Linked DNA regions of Sus scrofa: region 1 is linked to region 2. A link is a contact called in public Hi-C data. All regions are on one chromosome and are shown on one strand. Each heading gives the region's core, a stretch centred on a gene start, on an enhancer-like site or on the middle of the called end of the contact. The rest is flanking DNA. Distances are from core to core; before and after follow the strand shown.

Evidence for each region. A called contact is a pair of places that touch in the nucleus more often than the background predicts.
Region 1: a contact with region 2 is called in a Hi-C map of omental adipose tissue, with 2.3 times the contacts expected there. The contact joins the promoter of PRKRIP1 here to the enhancer-like site in region 2. A contact is called at or near these places in 14 of 47 Hi-C or Micro-C datasets (alveolar macrophages, blood, embryonic fibroblasts and 9 more) and 1 of 2 datasets of contacts at active chromatin or transcription factors (alveolar macrophages).

The regions. Positions count from the first base shown.
Region 1 is chr3:9,719,743-9,725,278 of Sscrofa11.1, forward strand. PRKRIP1 (PRKR-interacting protein 1) reads left to right here and starts at 4,246. Exons shown (of 7, transcript XR_002342313.1): 1 at 4,246-4,427; 2 at 5,105-5,183.
Region 2 is chr3:9,154,806-9,159,908 of Sscrofa11.1, forward strand. COL26A1 (collagen alpha-1(XXVI) chain) reads left to right here. Exons shown (of 14, transcript XM_021086264.1): 10 at 486-538; 11 at 3,221-3,256; 12 at 4,427-4,477. Among named protein-coding and RNA genes, the nearest start is that of MYL10, 41 kb to the right of the region's middle. Within about 2 kb of position 3,351, at least 1 of the 83 cell types and tissues checked has an H3K27ac peak or open chromatin away from gene starts, as enhancers often do. A contact at or near this core is called in omental adipose tissue, where this site is marked.

The sequences.
Region 1 (5,536 bases), core at 2,996-5,495, 570 kb after region 2:
ACTCCAGCTGTTCTCCTTTCAAGCCTTGTAAAGCAGTTAACAGAAAGCAGCCGACAGCACAATTCTTGCACTTTCCATCGTCTTCATGCCTTTGAAGTGTCATCATTACACATAACCTATGTCCAGCTTTTTTTTTTTTTTTTGGTCTTTTTAGGGCCGCACCCCCAGCATATAGAGGCTCCCAGGCTAGGGGTTGAATCAGAGCTGCAGCTGCCAGCCCACACCACAGCCACAGCAACACCAGATCCGAGCTCTGTCTGTGACCTGTACCACAGTTCATGCCAATGCTGATCCTTAACCCACTGAGTGAGGCCAGGGATTGAACCCACATCCTTATGGATACCAGTCAGATTCTTAACCTGCTGAGCCACAAGGGAGCTCCTGCTTTAGTTCTTTAAGTGCCAAATCTGAACACCAAGTATTGAGGTCGATGTTCCCACCCCTCCAGGGTGACAAACTATCTCAGTTTGCCCAAGTCTCTCCTGATTCAAAAAAATTTTTTTTTTAATTTTTGCTTTTTAGGGCCATACCTGCAGCATATGGAAGTTCCTAGGCCAGGGGTCGAATCAGAGGGACAGCTGCTGGCCTACACCACAGCCACAACTCGGGATCCGAGCTGTATCTGCAACCTATACCACAGCTCATAGCAATGCCAGATCCCCAACCCACTGAGTGAAACCAGGGATTGAACTTGTAACCTCATGGATACTAGTTGGCTTTGTTTCCACTATGCCATGATGGGAACTCCCTTTTTTTTTTTTTTTTTTTTTTAGGGCTGCACACTCGGCATATGGAGGTTCCCAAGCTAGGGGTAGAGTTGAAGCCATAGGTGCCAGTCTACGCCACCACCACAGCAACACCAGATCCAAGCTGCATCTGCAACTTAAAGTACAGCTCACGGCAACACCAGATCTTTAACCCACTGAGCGAGGCCAGGGATGGAACCTATGTCCTTATACGTTTCCCTTGAGCCATGACGGGACCTCCAAGACTCTCCTGATTTTGGCACTGAAAATCCTGCATCCTGGGAAATCTCTCAGTCTTGGAACCAAACTGGGACAGGTGATCCCCCTGCTATTGAGTGTCAGGCGTTGCTCTGGGCATGGCACATCTGTCACATCATCTTATCCATGGGCCAGTGTCAAGGATGGTTGGTTTGTCCCCATCTTGCACATAAGGGAACAACCTATGTGATGTCAGGTTGCTTGCCCAGCCCACGCTTCAGAGAAGGCAGCAGATCGGCCAGGCTCCAAAGCACTGGTGTCTTCCAGGTCAGTAGGCTTCATTTCCTAAGTGCCCGGTTCTGGGCCTCAGGGGCACCCGCCAGCACGTGGGCCTGCATGGAGCTTTGCTGCCCTCTGGTGGGGAACGGGGATAGCACACCAAGTCTGAGTTCACTCTTGGGCAGCTGGTGGCAGCGCCAGGGTACAGTAGGCACCCTTTCCTCCCAGGGAGCAGGACCTCAAGTCTGGTTTCAGCCCTAGGAGGTTACCACCTGGAGGGCCCCACTAGGGTCTTCTTGGGGAGTCATGGGATCACTCAGGCTCTCACAGACCCAGGGCTAGCTTGCTGGGTTGGAATCCTGGTAACCCTGAGCCAGTCACTCACCCCTCTGGGCATCTCAGTTCCTTATCAGGATGACAAATGTGGGGCTTAGGCACTGAGGTTGTTATTACCAGCTCCTTCACACCCACATGCTTGACTCTCCCCCACCTTCATGCATTCATTCACTTAACTTTATCCAGCAGCTGTCTACCAGGCATCAGCCCTGGGCTGGACCCTGAGCTAGGGGTGCCAAGGAGATGGCTGCCCTCCTGGCTCAGTAACTCTGCACATCCACTGTCTCCCGAGCTCTTTCATTCACGGAGGATCCATTTCTTTACTGAGTGTTCATTCGTTCGTATCACTAACTTCCTCATTCACGCGGTCACCCATTACTGGGTTATCTCATTTGCACATCCATTCATTCTTTATTTTTTCAGACTCCCTCCCTTCCTCCCTCCCTCATTCCTCTGCTCTGCAAGCATTCGGAAGCACCACTCTAGGCTAGCATTGGATGCTGGGATTCTGGCACAGCCCTCTCCCCAGACTTGTGGGTAGACAGATGGCGAGGACACCCTGTGGTAACTACCAGATGCCAGCCATCAGGACCCAGAGCAGCGGGAGCACCAAGAAGGGAGTGACTGGCTGCTTGAAGGAGGAGGAATCTGGGGGTAGTCAGGGAAGGCTTCATGGAGGAGGTGGCATTTACGCCAAGAAAAGGAGAGCGTAGGAGTTCTCCAGGCAGGGAAAGACATTCCAGGTAGTTTTTGTTTTGTGGTGTGTTTGGGAAAAAGGCGCCTGGGTGGCCAGGGTTTGTGATGTAGGATCACGTGGGCATGATCCCCCCGAGACCAAGCCCTCCCTAGGTTCCAATGACCGACTTGGGTCATTCGAAGTCTTGCCCTAATTGAGCAAACTTGGCCCCTGGAAAACCATCCAAGAATGGCCTCAGGGTGCTAATCAAGAACGCTCCAAGCACCCTCCAAGCACCCACCACTTGTCCATCCCAAGGGACTCAGTGGGAGAGCTGTCCTGGGCTGGGCAGGCTGGGCAGGCCACGGTAGCAGTAGCATCATAGTATCTGAGGTGCCTGGCCCCCAAGATCCCATGTTCATCCAGCAAATTTTTTTTTTTTCCACCCCAGGGCATATGGAATTCCCTGGCCAGGGATCGGATCTGAACCATAGTTTTTTTTGTTTTTTTGTTTTTCTTTTTAGGGCTGCACCCTTAGCTTATGGAAGTTCCCAGGTAAGGGGTAGAAACAGAGCTGTAGCTGGAGGCCTAGGCCACAGCCACAGCAATGTCAGATCCAAGCCACGTCTGCGACCTACACCACAGCTCACAGCAATGCTGGATCCTTAATCCACCAAGCAAGGCCAGGGATCAAACCCGCAACTTCACAGTTACTAGTCAGATCAGTTTCCGCTGCACCACAACGGGAACTCCCTGAGCCATAGTTTTGACCTAAGCTGTAGCTGCGGCAACACCGGATCCTTCACCTGCTGTGCAGGGCTGGGATTGAACCTGCGTCCCAGTGCTCCCAAGATGCCGCTGATCCCATTGCGCCACAGTGAGAACTCCCCATCTAGCAAGTGTTTATTGAGTATTGTGCCATAGGCCAGGCCTTGCCCCAGGCACTGGGACTATACCAATGAACAAGACAGAACTTCCACTCTCTATGAGAAATATTCTGAATACCACCAGGAACACACTTATCGTTGAACGAATTGGGCTCAATGCCTCTTTTGAGAAGGAAGACTGCATTTACTTCAGTAAGAGTGTTTAAAAAGACTTAAAGAATTTGGGCCTGGGTCAGGTGATCTGGGGGAGGGTTCAAGCAAGTGGGCTTTTTCTCTGGACTAGATGTCAGGAAGCTGGGACGGCTCTACAATTGCAAGCCTTAGTAAATATTTAAAGTGGGAGGCTAATGCTATAAAGAAGCAGCAGTTACTCATATTAGTCAGAATGGGGAAATGTTTCATATTGTTGGAATCAGACCAAGACTGATTCCAACAATATTCTTGTTTTTATTTGACTTTGAACATGATTACAGAGCAGTCTTGTTTATGCCTTGCTCCATCATGGCCACACAACGGCCTTGCACGATGGCGGTGTTCTGGAAAATTGTTTACGTCCCGCTGAATACCAAGGCCTAGCAGTGAATGCCAGGCCAGCTCCCAGATGTGAGGGGCAGCTACCCTCCTTATCATAAGAAAGCCCGTTCACTCGACCGAGGTATAGTTGCAGGGAGCCAGGTGCAGAGTAATTCGAGGTGAGAAAAGAGAAGCAGTGCCAGTCCTCAGGGAACTCACAGTGACTTGTTCGCGCTGTCTTAAGACTGTCAGAAATGGGAGGAGGAGCGGTCCAGACAAAGGCCCTGGGGGCGGGGGCGGGGGTGGGGGTGGGAGTGGAGGATGCTCAAAGCCATTAGCTGAGCGGCGGCGGAGCCACAGTGCGCGCCACGACTGGAAAGGTCTGCTAGGGCCGGACCCTCGGGCACGCAGGGCCACCTCTCCCCCAGGGGCAAGAGCATTCGCTGCCCTCATTTGCTCAGAAACAGGAAATGAAATCTAGCAGGTTTAATCAATATAACCCCTCTCGGCCTTGGGTTCATGAATATTCAGCAGCCCGCTTCCGGCCGGCAACTCCGCCCCAGCCCCGCCCAGCGAGGAGACTGCGCGTGCGTTGCAGGCGCGCGGCTCTGTCGTCATACGCGCGCCGCCGCTTCCGCCCCTCCACAGGGAGGCTGGAGAGTAGTCATGGCGAGTTCAGCTGCCTCCTCGGTGCGACCGCCCAGGCCCAAGAAAGAGCCGCAGACGCTCGTCATCCCCAAGAATGCGGCGGAGGAGCAGAAGCTCAAGCTGGAACGGCTCATGAAGAACCCGGTGAGACAGAGGGCTGACGGCCCCCCCGAGTCCCACCTCCTTCGGTTCCGGCATCTCCGGACGCCTGCGGGTCCACTTTCCCCCCCTCTGAACTCTAGAACTCAGAACCCGAAATCTAGAGTCAGACCTGAGGAAGAAGTAGGCTGCCCCAAAGATAGTGAGCTCTCTCCTGCCTTTACATTAGAGCCCAGCCTGGGTGAAGGCTTATGGGGTGGCTTCCCGTGCTTTAAGGCTCTTTCCAGTTTAACCGTGTGAAAAGAAGCCTTAAGTTGGAGAGAGAGAATCCGTGGGTTAGCCCAAGGATATTTTTCTCCTAAATAGCACCAGCTGTTAGAGAGGCATTAGCCGAGACAACTGGGGCAAGTCATTCCCCTCAGTCATGAAAATGTTGGATGCGAAGGTCTCTTCCACCTTTGACTAAGAAGGGTTGACTCTCTTCGAATAATAGTTTTTAAAGTCGGAGGTTTCCAGCCCTAAATGATGTCTTACATTTCTGAGGTCTGCCCTGGAAAGTTGTGGGTTGTGATAGAATCCATAGTGTATGGGGAGAAGAAAAGGCAGAGGGAAGAAGAGACACTCGGCTTTGGGTCCAAGGAGCAAAACAACTGTACTTCATTAGTCCAGTTCTTTGTAAAAGCTGTGACTTTGTACATATAAATGCTTTCTGTGTGTTGCAGGACAAAGCAGTTCCAATTCCAGAAAAAGTGAGTGAATGGGCACCTCGACCTCCCCCGGAATTTGTCCGAGATGTAATGGGTAATGTCTTTCGGATGTGGTCTTTAAAGTGTAGATATAAAAACTTTGCAGCTAGTATTTGTTGATTACCTCTCTCATAGGGAGGAAAAAAGTTCACTGATCCAGTATTTCGCTCTTACAGTGAAGGGGTATTGTTGCTATGGCTTGGCATTAGAGTATTTTTTTCTGCATTGTTGTTTTTCTGCTTTGTGTTTTTTGTTTTTGTCTTTTCAGGGCTGCACCCGCCACATATGCAGGTTCCTAGGCTAGGGGTCTAATCAGAGCTGCAGCTGCCAGCCTACACCAGAGCCACAGCACCTCGGGATCCGAGCCATGTCTGCAACCTACACCACAGCTCACGGCAATGCCAGATC
Region 2 (5,103 bases), core at 2,101-4,600:
GATGCAGAGAAGATAGAGACGCTCCAGGAGGAAAGAACTACAGCAGCGAAGACAGATGTGGGGGAACTTTCTGGGAGGGTATCTGGGGGATGAAGGAGGAGTGGGCTGGGCTGAGAGGGACCTAACCGCAAGGTCGCTCTGGGTGGCTGCGTGGAGGGGTGAATGGTCAGGCAGCAGGTGAGGAATAGCCTCAGAGGAGTCAGGTCTAAGGTCCCCAGGAGAAGCGGACTCGAGGGGACTGGCCAGCTGGGGCAGGGGTGTGGGGCTGCCCATGGATGAGGCCCTAGGAGTGTGCAGGGGCAGCAGCGGGGGAGGAAGCACGTGCCCCCCTCCCCACCATTCATTCACCAGACCTCAGTTTGCTGCCATGCGGACAGACCCAGGGGAAGGGCTGGGGGAGTGGGGTCAGAAGGTCTTTCTTGAGAGCTGATGGTGGACAGCGGGCTTCTCTGGCCCCAGAGGACCATCTGTGACTCTGCTTGCAGGTCCCCCTGGACCACATGGTCCCCCTGGACCCCCAGGCACACCTGGATCCCAGGTAAGGGCTTTCCCATTTCTGGCGGGAGAGGGGGCATTTTCTCCCCAGGGAGAGAGGAGCAGGGCTTCTAACCAGCACAGCTGCTCAGGAGGACCCAGCTCGCCTGGCCAGTCCCCACATGGGCCCAGCAAGCGCAGGATCTGGCCTTGTTAGCAGCAGCGGCCCTTTGCTGCCCACTCTGCCTGTGCTGGGAGGTGTTAACGTCGCTCCCATTTCATAGAGCAGCCAACTGAGACCCAGATGCCGCCACCAGAGGATCACGGAATGTCCATCCTGGCCCCTCGCCCCTCTCCAGTGAGAATCACCTGTGAGGGGTCACTCTGAAGCCTGACACATGGCCCTGAACCCCAGCTTGCTCTGCCCCCCAGCTGTGTGACCCGGGCAGAAAGAGCCTCTCTGGGCTCCAGCTCCCTTGGTTGCTGAGACAGGGAGTACAGCTTCTCCCTCGTGGATTGTCACAGGGAGTGAAAGAGAGTAAGGCGCAGGTGGAAGTGCCTCGTGCTGCAGGAGCCCGGGGGCCTGAGGGGAAGAGTCGCGCAGAGGAGGGGGAATGGGGCCTGAATGCAGAGGCAGAAAGGGTGGCGTTTGGGGCTGTCCTACCACATGGAGCTTCCTGCGGCCCCTGCTCTGAGGGCTCCGCAGTCCCTAGAGCTCGGGTGAAGTGGGGTGGCTGAGAAGTGCCCCCTCACCCTGCCAGGGAGGTGGATCTGGTGGCCCTGTGAGTCCCCTTAGTCATTTAACACACATTCCCAAGCACAAGGTGGGCGCCAGCCACGCCGCGGGCCAGCTCACTAGAGACGATGTTCTAGGCGTCAGAGAACCCGTGTCCTACGGCTCCGGATCTGCTCTCTGCTGTTTTCCCCCCAGGAGGGTGCGGCATGGAGGAGAAGGGCTGGGGGGGGTGCCCTGGGCATGACCGGGCCAGGCCCCATGCAGCGTAGGGCAGAGGGAGGGTGGACGTGGCACAGACCAGGCTGGTGGGCAGGGCCCGGGCTGGGCAGAGGCCACAGAGGGTGCAAAAGGCCCTCGGGCCTGATCTGCTCCTGAGTCCGGTGGGGCGGGCAGGTAAGCAGGAGCCTGAGTTCCCCAAGAGCACCCTCTGGCTCCTTGGACCCCTGGCCACTGGGCCTGGAGAGAGAGGGTGGGGGCAGGCGAGAGAGAATGACAGTGACAGAGACCCTGTCTCTGGTGCACTGCTGGTCTCCCTGCTCTGTGGGGTGAGGGCTGCAGAGGCCCCGGGAACTGGGGGAGGTTGGCAGGAGGAGACTGGCCGAGCTCCACACGCCCGGAGCTCTGTGCCAGCAACGCGACCTCTCCTGGCTCCCCGGGTCTGCCAGTTTCCAGCGGGGTGACCCTGAGCAAGTCACTGATCCCCTGGGCCTCCGTTTCCCCATCTATGAAATTAGAATAAAAGTCCCATCCGGGCAGGTTTGTTGTGAGAAATAATGGGGAAAGTAGATGGAAAATGCCAGGTCCCGAGGAGACCCTTAATAAATGCCCTTCACTAACCAACTATGTCCTGGGGTCTCACTTGCGTCAGACACTGTGCTGGGCACGAGAACAAAGTCAGGATCCCTGCCCCCTGGTAGCTGCCAGTCTAACAGGGGAGGCACAGGTGATAGAGTAGCTGGGAAGGCATCTAAGGTGACAGGAGGGGGGTGACTGACAGGCGGAGGTGAGACTTCAGCTGAGACCCAGGGAACCAGAAGGAGCAGCCATGCGAAGATGTGAGGAGCATGCCAGGTAGAGGGTCGAGCAAGTGCAAAGGCCCTGAGGCAGGGAAACGCCCAGCACACACGGAGCAGAGAGCGTGGGGTGAGGTGAGGTGGGGAAGCAGGCTGATGTGTGGGTTGGAGTCACAGTGGAGAGGGGGCCAGGCACGTTTCAGGACCGGAGAGTCCGTGACCTGATTTACAGCTTGCGGAGGCCCCGCTGCTGCAGGAGGTGGGGAGGGTGGGGGAGGGGGGAGTGGAGCAGGGAGACCAGCAGTGCGGAGGAAATGACAGAGGGGACGGACACCTTTAGAAAGTGGACCTGACAGGTCTGGCTGATGGGCTAGGTCTGGGGGTGGGGGACGGAAAGCGAAGGTTACTCCGAGGTGTGCGGGAGCAGCTGCAGAGCCACGGAGCCATTTCTGAGAAGAGAGACTTCCGGGTGGGGCGGCGGGTCTGGGGTGGTGGGGGGAGTTCTGCTTTGGAGAGGTCGAATGAGGGCACCTCAGGTAGGGGTGCTGGAGCAGTCAGGTGGGGGTGCTGGAGGATGGCTGGACCCACGGGTCTAGGGATCCCAGAAGCCTTCCGTCTGGGCCCAGCACTGACTGGGGGGGGGGTCTATGCATGGAACCCTCTGATCCCTGTTGTTGTCACTCATTCTCTCCACGAGCTGGGGGTTGGGTGCTTTGCCCTCTGGTCCCTTCTCTGAGTGGTAACCAGGCTCGGCATTGCCCCATTTCATAGAAAAGAAGATGGAAGCTCAGCCGAGGCCCAGGGTCACACACCGGCCAGTGGAGGGGGCTCCAGGACGGGGAGGCCCCCAGCCGTGGCCCTTCCATTTCCTCTGTGCCATCCTCCTCCCATCCTAGTTTTCATATTTCCGGATCCCAGTGCCAGGGGAGGGTCAGGGGAGGGCTGAGGGCTTGGCCAGGGCAGGCGAGGCCTAATGGCTCTGTTTGCTTTTTGGCAGGGCCTGGCTGCAGAGCACAGCGTGATGGGGCCGTCTGTAAGTGCGGGGCGCTGTGGAGGGGCCACCCCCAGGGCGATGGGCTCTGGGGCAGACCCAGGGCATCAGGTGGGTGGGCCTCCGCCCCGGGCAGCCTTGCTGAGCCCAGCCCCACAGCCCCCACAGGCGCGGCCTCACCCAGCCCAGCCTGGACCGGGCAGAGGGACAGAAACAGGCAGTCTGAGTGCTGTCCCAGCCGCCCAAGTTGAGAAGGGGTGACCTTGAGAGGCGGGAGCCCCCTCACTGGGTGTAAGAAGTCAGGCCTGAAGTGGCCTTCTGTTGGGGGGCTTGGGTCAGAGTCCTGAGGTCGCTTCTGCAGAGCCAGGCCCCTGGGCCCACGTGCTGTGTGACCTGCAGATCCTCGCCTTCTCTGAACATGTCTGTCTACAGACATAGACAGCGACCTCTAATGTCCCTTCTTGGAAATAAGAATTGCTGAGTGTCAGCCCTGGTCCCCAGGGCCAAGGAGGTGGGCGAGTCTCATGTCAGGGGCGTGGGGCTGGGGCAAAGGGGCGGATCTTTGCGGAGCGCCTTCTGCGTGGAGGTCCTCTTCATCCACAGTGTGTTTAAGCTTCACAGTGACCCCGGGAGATGGCGCTTTAGTCCTCCTATTTGCCAGAACAGGCTGCGAAGGCTCAGAGAGGTTAAGCAATTCGCCCCGGGTCACACAGCTAGACAACAGTAGAGCCAAGATTTAAACCCAGGAGTGTTAGCCTCCAAAGCCGTACTTTTCCCAAGCTTCTTAGCAATATGGACTTTTTAGATCCTCCTAATAGCTCTACAAAGCAGCCTGTTATTACTTCCATTTTTGAGATGAGACAACTGAGGCACAGAGAGGTAAAGTAACTTGCTCAAGGTCACACAGGAATAAGTGGCCACCTGGCTTTTTATTTTGAGACCAATATTACTGGCCCCTCCAGAGTCAGGAACTCAGAGTCCCGAGACGCAGAGGAAGGGCTGAGACATGAGCTCATGGGGTTCCAAGCCTCACTCCTTCCTCCCTAGAAACAGTATTAAGCCCCTAAAATCAATCCTATGCCGGGCTGTGCAGGGGTCCCTGCAGCCTTGGCCGTCCCCTGCTCTGCTAACCCCCAGGTCTGCGGGAGAAGCTGGGGAGGGTGGAGGGGTGTCCTGCCCCGCACCCATTGTGACTGCGTGACTTTCTTCCCAGGGGAGCCTGGCGGGAAGGCGGAAGAGGAGGACAAAGCCACCGCTGCGGAGGTAACTGCACTCGAGGCCCTTCCCAGTGCTTCCCTCCTGCCCCTGGGCTGAGTCTTAGCAGGAGAGCTGTACTGACACCATTGGTCCGAGCCTGGCACTGGCCATGGGATGAAGGGGGGGGTCCCAGCCCCGGGGGGGCGGGGACAGATGAGTCAGTCGTGACTGCATCTCAGTGTGAAGTTGGCTGCAAGGGGGTAGCACAGACGGTGACTGGCCAGGGCCTGAGAGGGCCCGAGGAACACAGACCTGCAGAACCGTTTAAAGGAGGCTTCAGGCTGTGGGGTTCTTTTCCAGGGACAAGACTCTCCCTTGACAGTGCGTGGCTTACAGTCGTGCCCAAGGCCACGGTGCTGTGAGGGATACGTGGGCAGGTGGCAAGCTGGCTGGCGGATGTGGGAGAGGCTGGGCACACACAGGAGCCAGGATAAGAGGGGGCGGGGCAGGGCCACCTCTGGAGCACAAGCTAGGCTGTGGGGACCCACGCCTTCTGGGAGGAGGAGCGGAGCCTGGGACCAGGGTGATGGATAAAGCGGGCGAAGGCCGTGGGGCCAGCAGGGGAGGCCGTGGAAGCTGAGAAGGAGCCCCCTGGGTGTGTCAGAGCTCAGCGGGCCGGCCAGCCCCTTAAG